Regions from separate parts of the Ovis aries genome. Here region 1 is linked to region 2. The links are chromatin contacts, called in public Hi-C maps. All regions are on one chromosome and are shown on one strand. Each heading gives the region's core, a stretch centred on a gene start, on an enhancer-like site or on the middle of the called end of the contact. The rest is flanking DNA. Distances are from core to core; before and after follow the strand shown. Region 1 overlaps LHFPL4 (LHFPL tetraspan subfamily member 4). Region 2 holds the start of RPUSD3 (RNA pseudouridine synthase D3).

Region 1 (5,236 bases), core at 2,133-4,632, 230 kb after region 2:
CAACGTCACTCCAGCAAACACAGTCAAAAACTCTCACTGCCAGGACGGGGAGGTCCCAGCCTGGAGGTGGCCTACTGAGCCTGGAACATGGCGCTCAATAAAAATTTGTTGAGTAAATGACAGAAATAAAAAATAAAGAATGAGGAGGATGACGGAGCGATGTGCCAAGATACTAAAGGGAGCTGAAGGAGGTGACCCTGATTTGCTCTTTTCCTCTGTCTCCAGGAGGGTTTCCTGGAGGAGTTGTTGATCTGATGGAGCAGGCAAAGGCCTTGCGTTTCTGCTCTTCGAGGCATGAGGCCCTCCTAGAGTTTAGTTTCTAGGTCGGTGGGAGATGAACAAGCTCCTGGGTTGATGGGCCGAGTGGGGGTGCGGGGTCCCAGCCTACGGGGGGCTTTCGGTGGTCCTCAGGCTCTGGGAAGTAACCAACCCCTTCTCTCTTGCTTCCTGACCCGGCGGTGGGCTCGGCCCGGCGCCCCCTCAGCTCTGTGCCTCGTGTTGGGCTGCATGATCTTCCCCGACGGCTGGGACGCCGAGACGATCCGGGACATGTGCGGGGCCAAGACTGGGAAGTACTCCCTGGGGGACTGTTCGGTGCGCTGGGCGTACATCCTGGCCATCATCGGCATCCTCAACGCCCTCATCCTCTCCTTCCTTGCCTTCGTGCTGGGGAACCGGCAAACCGACCTGCTGCAGGAAGAGCTCAAGCAGGAGAACAAAGGCGAGTGGGCGTGCTTGGCGTGGCGGCTGGGGGTGGGGCGGGACACCTTCCAAGTCAAGGGAAGCCCAAGCAGGAACCCTTACAGAGAGGCCGAGTGCCTTGGAGACAGTTTGAGGTTATCCCTCAGATCTAAACATTTGCAGGGGCCTGACCCAGCAAACCCTACCATGAGTATAAACCCAGGAGAAGTGTGGATAAATGCTCTTGGCAGGAGTTTCAAAATCGCAAGCAACTAAAAACAGCTTGGAGGATGGATAAATACATGGTGGTGTATTCACATCACGGAATTGTTTACACGTGTGGAAATGAATGAATGCCAGTTTTAGGTAACAATGAATGGCTACATCCTGTAAACACAATATTGAGGCAGGGGGACTCAAATTCCAGAAGATGACAGAGTAATAATTTTTTAAAGCTAAAAACTAATTAACACTACACTAGTTTAATATTGTATTAAAAACAAACAAACAAACCCAAATGATCAATACAAAAGGTAGGATGGTGGTTCTCTGTGGTTGGAATGGAAACAGAGAGGCAAGGATGTGAGGTGGGGGACAGGTGGATGGGTACCAATTATTGGTGAGTTTTTCCAGCATGGTGAGCCTACAGATGTTTGGTACAGTATGCTTTATACCTAGTATAGTACACATAAACCTCCATATGTATCAGGTAACATTAATATACAGTAAAGAAAAAGCTGACACCACCAAGGCCAGAGCCTTAACCACTGTTATCAGATGCTTACCTATGTGTCTACGTACATCCTTTTATGAAATACATGGTTGTGTCATGTTGATATAGGAGAGGCATCATGGAAACAAATCCCTCCTCAGATTGCTCTTGGCGCTTAGTTCTAGAGCACATCTTTAAGATCTTTATCATTTTATGGAGAACCATCTTGTCCTTTTCATCCAATGCTTAGTGTTACATAAGACGACAGAATTGTAGGTTCTTAACCATTCTCCTTGTAGGGGCTGTTAGGGAGGTTCCCTGTTTTTTCTTTCTTCTTTCTGTTACTGGGAAGGTCATTACAAGAATGACTGTCTTGGTCTTTGTTTTCTGTTTTCTCAGTGTCTTTCCCTGAGGTGGAATTGCACACTCACAATTGTAATGGTAATTCCAGATTGTTTTCTAAAGGAAGGTCAGGCCTCTGACCCAGGGGCCCACACTGCCCCTGGAGAAGGGGGAGACACTCCGCCTGTCTGGGTGCCCGTTTTCTGCCTTGAGAAATCGGATTTCACCGTTTTCTTAGTCTCAACCTTCCTTGAACTGTTAGCAGATGCTGGATCTATGTTCAGCACTTTCCTTTAATTACATTCGTCTGAGTCTCTCATCTATAAAATGGGCATAATGATAGCGACGGTTATTAGCTCATTTGCCAGGAGGTACTCTAGTATTGTGGTGCGAATACACTTGGACCATGAAGGCAAATTATTTGTGTTGGAAGTAGGTTGAGCTAAGAAATGACTTTACCTCTTTGAGCCTGTTTCCTGCAGTACCTAAATTAAAATGGTGGGGAAAAAAAGTAAGACTCAAGTCCTTTCTATCCCCTGAGGATACTCAGAGAGCTGATCTGTGGAGTTGTCCATAGTCGCCATCCTCTTGGTATGATGGGACTTGGATGCAAACAGGCACACCAGATGACCACAGGGACACTTGCCCCAGTGCTGGGCTTTGACTCCCCGGACTCTACCCAACTCACCTCACCTGAGCCCAGAAGAACCCCTCAGAATTGTCTTCATGAGATGAGACAAGGGATGAGGGGAGGCCTTCCAGGTTCAGAACAACCTTTTTATTTCATCCTCCTGAGACGCTTCCTTCTACAAGTCAGATGTTTCTCATCTTAGAGAAATCTGAGTGATACTGACTCACACCCCAATCCCTGTTCTTCATGAGGTTTCCTTCTCTGAGGAGAGTGACCCCCTCCCCATGATAGGGAAGACTCAGCCTCCAGTCTAACGTGTCTTAGAGGTGATTACTGGAGTAAGAGAAAGAAGAAAAGAGCAGATTTTGTCTACTGAATCAGTACTCCCCCAGCTGTGGTTTGTGTAAAAATTTCAGAATGCCAAAAAATATTGAGGGTTTTGTAGCCTATTTCACATAATGTAGGTTATGTATATTTAACGTGTTTTGAATGAAGGTTACCATCTATTAAGCATTTAGTAAATTAGAAAAAAATTAAATTGGTTGCTAATACTTTCACAGTATATAAGTCAAATCATTATGCTCTACACCTTCAACTTATACAGTGCTGTATGTCAGCTATATCTCAATAAAACTGAAAAGAAAAAAAAAACACGACGGTGTTGAGAAAGCTACCATCTTACAGGGCTGTCCTGCAATGAAGCAAAATTGTGCCTGTGAAGGGGCAAGTGGTGAATGCTCAGTGAAAGCTGTCACTTGTCACAGCTTCCCATTAGGCAGGCACCGTGACCATTTCATAAGTGGGACGGCTGAGGTCTGGAGAGGTCCAGTAACTTACCTGAGGTCACCTAATTGGTGGAGCCAAGATTTGAGCCCAGGTCCAAGTCTGAAGGCCAAGTTCTTCCCTGCTGCCAGTCCCCCTTTCAGAGCCCTCCTGGGCTGCTGAGCTGTCCTCTGAGGCTCCTGTCTCTGGTTTCACAAACGCCTGGTGCTTTCTATGGTCTTCGCTTGAGGTCGGAGCCTGCCCTCTGGTGGCCGCTTCCAGAAGTGCAGTACAAAGACTGACGTGGCCTTTTGGAGGGGGTTTGCCCATGTGGGTACCACTCAGCGTCCTCTCCTCCTTCCCTAAAGCACCCTAAAAATGACATAAGGGAGCCCCAGTTTGCCTTCCTTCAGCATCTGGGGATTTCCTTCCCTCACTGGGCACTCAAGGTGAGTGAGCCTCACAGCTCAGTTCTGAGCCAAAGCCCTGCGGAACAAAATTAAGCTCTGTAGTACTGGCATTTTCACTATGTATGTACTATGTGCAGAGCCTGGCGTACTGCAGTTCATGGGGTCACAAAGAGTCGGACACGACCGAGCGACTGAACTGAACTGAACTGAGAGCCCTCGGCAGGCGTCATTTATGTCTTTTGACCCCTCAGAATCACTCTGAAGAAGGAGGCTATTATGTCTGTTGTACAGACGACGAAATTGGGGCTCAGGCTGAATGAGCTGGCCCAAGGCCTCCCAGCTCGTCAGGCCTGGTGGCATTTCAGAACCTGTGCAGCTCAGCCCTCCACCCAGCTCTGCCCTGAGGAGGGGCTGAGGGAGCCCCAGTGCCGGGCGGCCTCTGACTTTCTCCAATTCTCTCTCTCTGTCTCTCTCAGATTTTGTGGGCTCTACAGTAAGCTCTGTGTTGCGGCCAGGGGGTGATGTCTCCGGATGGGGAGTCCTCCCGTGTCCTGTTGCTCACACACAGGGACCCTGAAGGCCGGAATCACAGCCCAGGAGTTGATCTGCCCTCGGCTTGTCCTGTCTCCTGCCCTCTCATCCCTCCATTCACGCTCCGAGGGAAGACCCCGATCTTGGACTCACCTCACCTGCTATCTGCCTGCGAACTCTGGGCTTTGAAGAGAGGTTGGGGCTGACATGCAGCCTGGGGGAGGGGAGAGGCCCTGCAGACCCTGGGGGTCTGCACTTCCTTCAGCTGACCTAAGGGAGCTGGCCCCCAGCCCCTGGCCTCCTCCTCCTCTCCAGCCTGGCCGGGGCCCTGCTGAGTCTCTGGGGAAAGAGGCACTGTGGCTTCCCACCAGGCTCCCCCAGTCTGGAGGGCTGCGGCCTGGCTCCATCCTCGCCTCCTCTGGTCCCCACCTCCTGCAGAAACTCATTCAAGATACTGCTCCAGGGCAGACCGGACTCTTTCCTACCTTTTTTCTTTTTTGCCAACAACGGTTCCATCATCTCCTCACAGAGCTCCAGGCACCACCGGCCTCCCCGAGGCCCCTCTGCTCCAGCCTGCTTCCAGCTCTCCTGAAGGACTCCGAGCTGCACCAAGGGAGAAAGCACAGGGCCTCCGGGTCTGCTGCTGACTGGGGCCCTGTCAGCACGGACTCTGAGCCAAGACAGGCCGCTCCAGAGACCGTGCTCAGACTCCTGTCTTGGTGGCGTGTGGCTGCTGCAGGCTGGGGCTGAAAGTGGCTCAGCCTGGGGCTGGCCATCTCCTCCCTGCGTGGACAGCTCACCAGGGACTGGACCTTGACCCTGGCCTGTTTTGTACAGCATAGACTTCTTGGCCCTGTTGTCAGGGTTGGGGGTTGGGGGAGAGGCCCATGAGTGGGGAATTAGGGGATGCCTCACCCCTCTGCCCCATCTCATGTTGTCCCCCACCCCCTTCTGCCAAGGGCAGAGACTGTCTTGCCTCTTTGATACTCTTCTGCATAACTTGAACTTGCAGGTCACCTCTGAACAGGGTACCCCCTGACCCCATCCCCAGGCCTTGTAACCCTGTCCCCACCTCTTCCTTCTCCCTGCCCACCTCTTGCCTTGCGGTTTGCCCACGGTCGCAAACCCAGTGGGCATGCTTGGAGCCGAGGCATGAGTGAATGTGTG
Region 2 (5,440 bases), core at 2,402-4,901:
GTTGGACACGACTGAGTAACTTTCACTTCACTTCATTGTAAAAAACTAAAAATAAAGTTACCATATCATCCAGCAATCCCACTTGGGCATACATCTGGAAAAGATAGAAAATTTGAAAAGATACATGTACCCCTATGCTCATAACAGCACTGTTTACAATAGCCAAGGGATGGGAGCAACCTAAGTAACTATCAGTAGATGAATGGATAAAGATGTAGTATACACATAAAATGGAATACTACTCGGCCATAAAAAAGAATGAAATAATGCCATTTGTAGCCACATGGATGGACCTAGAGATTACCATACTAAGTGAAGTAAGTCAGACAGAGAAAAACAAATGTTATGATATCATTTATATGTGAAATCTAAAAACATAATATAAATGAACTTATTTACAAAACAGAAACAGATCTATAGGCATGGAAAACACACTTATGGACTTTCCTGGTGATCCAGTGGTTAAGAATCCGCCTGCCAATGCAGGGGACATGGGCTGGAATCCGGTTCAGGAAGATTCCACAGGCTAGGGGCAACTAAGCCCCTGTGCCACAACTACTGAGCTAGCCCCTCTAGAGACCAAAAGCTGAAACTACTGAGACAGAGTACCCTACAGCCTGTGCCCTGCAACAAGGGAAGCCATCACAGTTAGAACACCTTGCACGGCAACTAGAGAAAGACGGCACACAGCAACAAAGACCCAGTGTCACCAAAAATAAATAAATGAAATTTTAAAAAAGAAAAAGAAAACACATTTATGGTTAGGGTAAAGGCAGGAAGGGATAAATGCAAAGTTTGGGATTAACAGATATATATATACAGATATATAAAATAGATAAATGACAAGGTCCTACGACATAGGGAACTATAATATCTTGTAATAACATATAATGGAAAAGAATCTGATATATATATATATTAGATATGTATTCTTCAAAATATATATAATTGAATAACTTTGCTGTATAGCAGAATCTAACACAACACTGTAAATCAACTATGTGCTTGTGCTCAATCGTGTCCAAATCTTCGTGATCCTGTGGGCCCCAGAGGGCCCCCAGGCTCCTCTGTCCATGGAATTTTCCAGGTGTGAATACGGGAGTGGGTGGCCATTTCCTGCTCCAGGAGATCTTTCCCACTCAGGGACAGAACCCATGTCTCCTGCATTGGCAACCAGATTCTTTACCCCTGAGCCACCTGGAAATCAACTATACTTCAAGTTTTTAAAAAAATTTAAAAAAAGAAGGGCTTTGATTGGGAGGGTAGGATGAAGGCACTCTTCTAATTTCTCAATGTTACATTTTATTACAATCTCTTAAGTGTCTAAGTGGGATAGGACTAGTCAAGCTGCAATGCAACTCTCCATCAAAGCCTTCCCTACCTTGCTAGACAGTTTTCTTTCGTGTTCAGAACACTCAATCTTAGGATTTCAAAATGCACTCTGGGGTAGCCACAAAGTATTAGTTTCTCAGTATAAGCTCCCATTTTTCAGTATTGGGCAACTCAAACAAGATAAGCATGAAAGACTAGGTTTGTAGGTGAACGTGCTTTAGTCTGTGCCTCTCAGATTCAAATACATGTTATTTCTGACTAACTATAAGGCCTACCTGGGTTTATTAAAGACTAAGACAAAGGCCTATGTTACCAAAGTTAAAGTGTAAAGGGTTATTTCTGGCAGCTGACCCATTTCCTGCAGCCGACCCACACCTTGCAGCCGTGTGTAGGAGAAGCTGCCAGAGCTAGCAAAGAACATTTTTATTCTGGGCTTTCCTGCTCTTGCATTTATGGTAGGAGGGCTGGCTCAGTGCTGTCGGGGGTCCATGGGGGTGGGCCTTTGGCATGAGGCACGATGTTTACATCAGCACAGAAACTATTCCCTTTCGACTGCTGCTGAGGCTGTGGCCTCCCGGCTCTTCTTGTGCAGTTAGTCATAAACTGAGTTGGGCTGGGGGTGGCTAAAGTTTGGAATTTGTCCCAACTTACCTTCCTCCTGACAATCTGAGTTTCACATGTGAGTCTTAAATGGCTGATCATTGTTTCTTTGCACTGAGCCCTCTCAGCCTAGAGAAAACTAGGTTTCTTTCTTTCCTTCTGGAAGCTTGGAGATTAACAGTCACATCAGTTTTAGGCAGTGAACAGTAGAGGGCAGACTTTGATGAGGCTGGGACGTGTGGAGGGAGCTCAAGCCTCAAGCAGGCCAGGGGCCAGTCCAAGTTAAAGAATGGCCCTTCCTGGGGCCAAGCGGGGCCAGTGGAGGAGAGGGCTACTGTCGGCAAAGTAGGTTGTGTCCTGTCCCTCCGTCTTTATTCAGGCTGCAAATTATGAATGCACAGGAGATCTTTCAGAAGAGAGGTTCTAAAATACCGTGGGGCCTTTTTGACACAGCACACTCATGTCTGAGCCCCAAATATGATAAAATCACTTGCATCCTTGCCAAATTTCATGCCAGTCCTGTCTGAATTTGTGCAGATTTATTTAAAAATTGACTGTTTAGGAACTTCTCCAGCAGTCCAGTGGTTAAAAGAGTCCACACTTCCACTGTAGTGGGGTGTGTTTGATCCCCGCTCAGGGAACTAAGATCCTTCATGTGGTAGTGCCAAAGGAAAAAATAAAAAGAAAACTTCTTGAACTGAATAAAAATGAAAATACAACACACTAACTTAAAAATTATTTTTAAAAATTGACTACTTAAATCTTTGAATTAAAAAAACTAAGTTTCTTGAGGTATACTTTACATACAATAAAATCTACCCTTTTAAGGTATTTAGTTCAGTAAGTTTTTGGCAGATTCATACAGATATATAATCACTGTATACCAAAAAGTTCCCTTATGCCCATTTTTAGTAGATTCTCATTCCCTCACCCACTCCAGCCCTTGTCATTGTCAACCACTGACTTTCCCAAAAGGTCATGTAACTAAAATCAGAAATCAGTCTTTTAAAATCTTTTACTTCTACTTATTTTTATTATTTATTTTTTTTAATGAATCATAGTCTTTTATATTTTGGCTTAACTTTTTTGTTGTTGTTTTGGCTGCGTAACCTGGCATGAGGGATCTTAGTTGCCTCTTTGTTAATCTGTTTCCAGTTCACAGATGCCAAGGCATAGCATAGAGTTAGCATTCAAAAAATGTTGAATGGGTGAATTTATGTCCTTATGAATCTAATCACAGGACAATTTGTTTACAGTTTTGAGATTTATTTCTACCTTTATAAATAATGCTGTAGTGAACCTGTTTCTGCCTTTGGCCTTTTTTTTCCCCCCTTTTGGATTACGCACCAGGCTGTATGCTTTGAAGCAGGTTCACTGAACAAATGAGTGCGGATTTTGTTTTTTCCAATTTGCCTTACAAAATTATGCACAGTGGCGGTTTTTTATTTTTTTTTAAGTCAAAAGACTCCGAAGAATTGCAATGAGGAGAAAACCTGGCTTTGTCCTAAGACCGGTCCTCTGACCTGCAGTAAATACCTGCTCGGCTCTGTGCTTCGGTTTCCTCAAAGTCACAGATCGTGAACTTCTGCATTTCCTTCCCGGTTAAAAGCAAAGCTCCTCTTTCTCACCACTCGGTGCCTAGCTATTCCGATTGACAGTCAATCTGACCAATCAGCGTGCTGTGGGAGATCCCGGGGCAGTCCTTCCGGACTCAAGCGCACTGTCTTCGCTCCGCAGATGGGTGGCTGTCGGGTTTTGGGTCAGGCCTGGGGTGGCTGGCGGCGGGGTCTGGGGATCCGTGCAACGCCCACAGCCGCAGGCTTTGGCACCAAGGCCCGGTGATTACACAACCTCCGCCCCGCTTTGTGTAGAAGGGAGGAGACTGGGGCTGGGGGAGGGTAGAGATCTAGATATGGGTTCTAATTCATCTCTGCTGTGTGCCCCTAAACTAGTCGTAGACCTCTCTGAGCCTCAGTTCTCTTTTCGGTACATTGGGGCCAATAGAACCTGAGATTTCGGGAAGCTCAATCCAGGCTTCCTGAAGCATTCATAAGAAGCCGCAGGGTTTGGGAAGATGTGTGTGGAGATAAGAGTGGGCGGCACTTCCGGAAGCAGTGATTCCTCTGTTTACCTAACCTTTCCCAGGCATCAGCTGCAACGTCGAGGCGCCAGCAAACCGTCGGATCCCCCGGGTGACCAGTGTTTCCCAGGACTGCTGAGACCGGGGACCTTCAGTCGGGAAGAACTGGTCGATGTATTAAGGGCGGCTGTGGTGGACCGTAAAGGTGAGGGGTGGGAGGGACAGGTGCCGAGAGACCTGGAAGGGGAGGAGTCTTAACCCGAGCCTTCTGAGGATCTGGTTCGGTAGAGTACTAAAACCTGTGGGGTCAAATCCTGGTTCTCCCACTCGCAACCTCACGGCTACGTGGGACCAGCTAGCCACGTACTAACCACGTACCACGTGGGACCAGCCACGTACTCTCTCTGCCTCAGCATCATGGGATGCAGCTGTGGGGAGGGAGAGTGTAAATAACCAGAGAGCTTTGCACTAGTAGGCTCTCAGTAAAGTGTTAATGTATTGGGGGACAAAACGGGCTTTGGAGTCATATCTAGCTCTGTGATCAGCTTGCTGTGTGGCTTTAGGAAAATAACAATGTCTCTGTGCCTCAGTCTCAAGTGATTTATGAATTTTCTCAGCTATTTATTGAGCACAGGCTGTCTTCCAGGCACTGCTCTAGAACAGGGCTGTCTGGTGCTGAACAAAATAAATATGGTTCCTGCCTTCAGGGAGCCAACCTTTCAGTGGGAGAAAATGATTAACAATAATATAAATGAAAAAAATACTTACTAGTGATCAGTACTGTTAATAAAACAGCGGTGGTAAGGATCTGCAAGAAAGGAACAGACATCAGATTGGAGACCCAGGCCTCTTTGTGACAATCACATTTGAGCCATGATGATATAAGGAGCAAGCCACGTGAAAATCTGAGACATGGAAAGCAACAAGTGCAAAGGTCCTGAGGTTGAGGCAGCAAGCTGAGCATATGCAAGGTTCAGAAAGAAGTTCATTTCAGGGCGTGGTTGATAACTCCGGTATGAGAGTTGTACTGGGACCACATGATAATATGAATTGAGAAAGTCTTTGTAAATTGCTTTTTCTGTTGCTGATGCTTATGTATTACATGTTTCAGGACCTCTGGTGACACTGAACAAGCCACAGGGTCTGCCAGTGACAGGTATGGGCAGGGAAAAGAGATGCAGTGAAAGGGGTTTTGATGTGTCTGAGAGCAGACAGTATCAAAGAGAAGGGATGTTGCCTCTGAGAGCAACTTTTACTCTTCCTTTTTTTTTTCCACCTAGGAAAACCAGGAGAGCTGACATTGTTGTCAGTGCTGCCAGAACTGAGCCAGTCCCTGGGGCTTGGGGAGCAGGAGCTCCAGGTTGTCCGAGCATCTGGGAAGTAAGTGGTGGAAGTGATAGAAAGGTAGGAAGATAAGCATCTATTTGG

The links. Hi-C and Micro-C count contacts between places; a contact is called where the count stands out from the background.
Region 1: a contact with region 2 is called in a Hi-C map of hypothalamus, with 4 times the contacts expected there. The contact joins the enhancer-like site here to the promoter of RPUSD3 in region 2. A contact is called at or near these places in 6 of 16 Hi-C or Micro-C datasets (blood, hypothalamus, liver and 2 more).

Annotation. Positions count from the first base shown.
Region 1 is chr19:17,077,144-17,082,379 of ARS-UI_Ramb_v3.0, forward strand. LHFPL4 (LHFPL tetraspan subfamily member 4) reads left to right here. Exons shown (of 3, transcript XM_004018292.6): 2 at 485-721; 3 at 4,015-5,236. The coding sequence ends at 4,115. Among named protein-coding and RNA genes, the nearest start is that of LHFPL4, 29 kb to the left of the region's middle. Within about 2 kb of position 3,383, at least 7 of the 54 cell types and tissues checked have an H3K27ac peak or open chromatin away from gene starts, as enhancers often do. A contact at or near this core is called in hypothalamus and liver, where this site is marked.
Region 2 is chr19:16,847,010-16,852,449 of ARS-UI_Ramb_v3.0, forward strand. It overlaps RPUSD3 (RNA pseudouridine synthase D3), which reads left to right and starts at 3,652. Exons shown (of 8, transcript XM_027958105.2): 1 at 3,652-3,770; 2 at 4,078-4,217; 3 at 5,124-5,168; 4 at 5,293-5,392. The coding sequence starts at 3,670.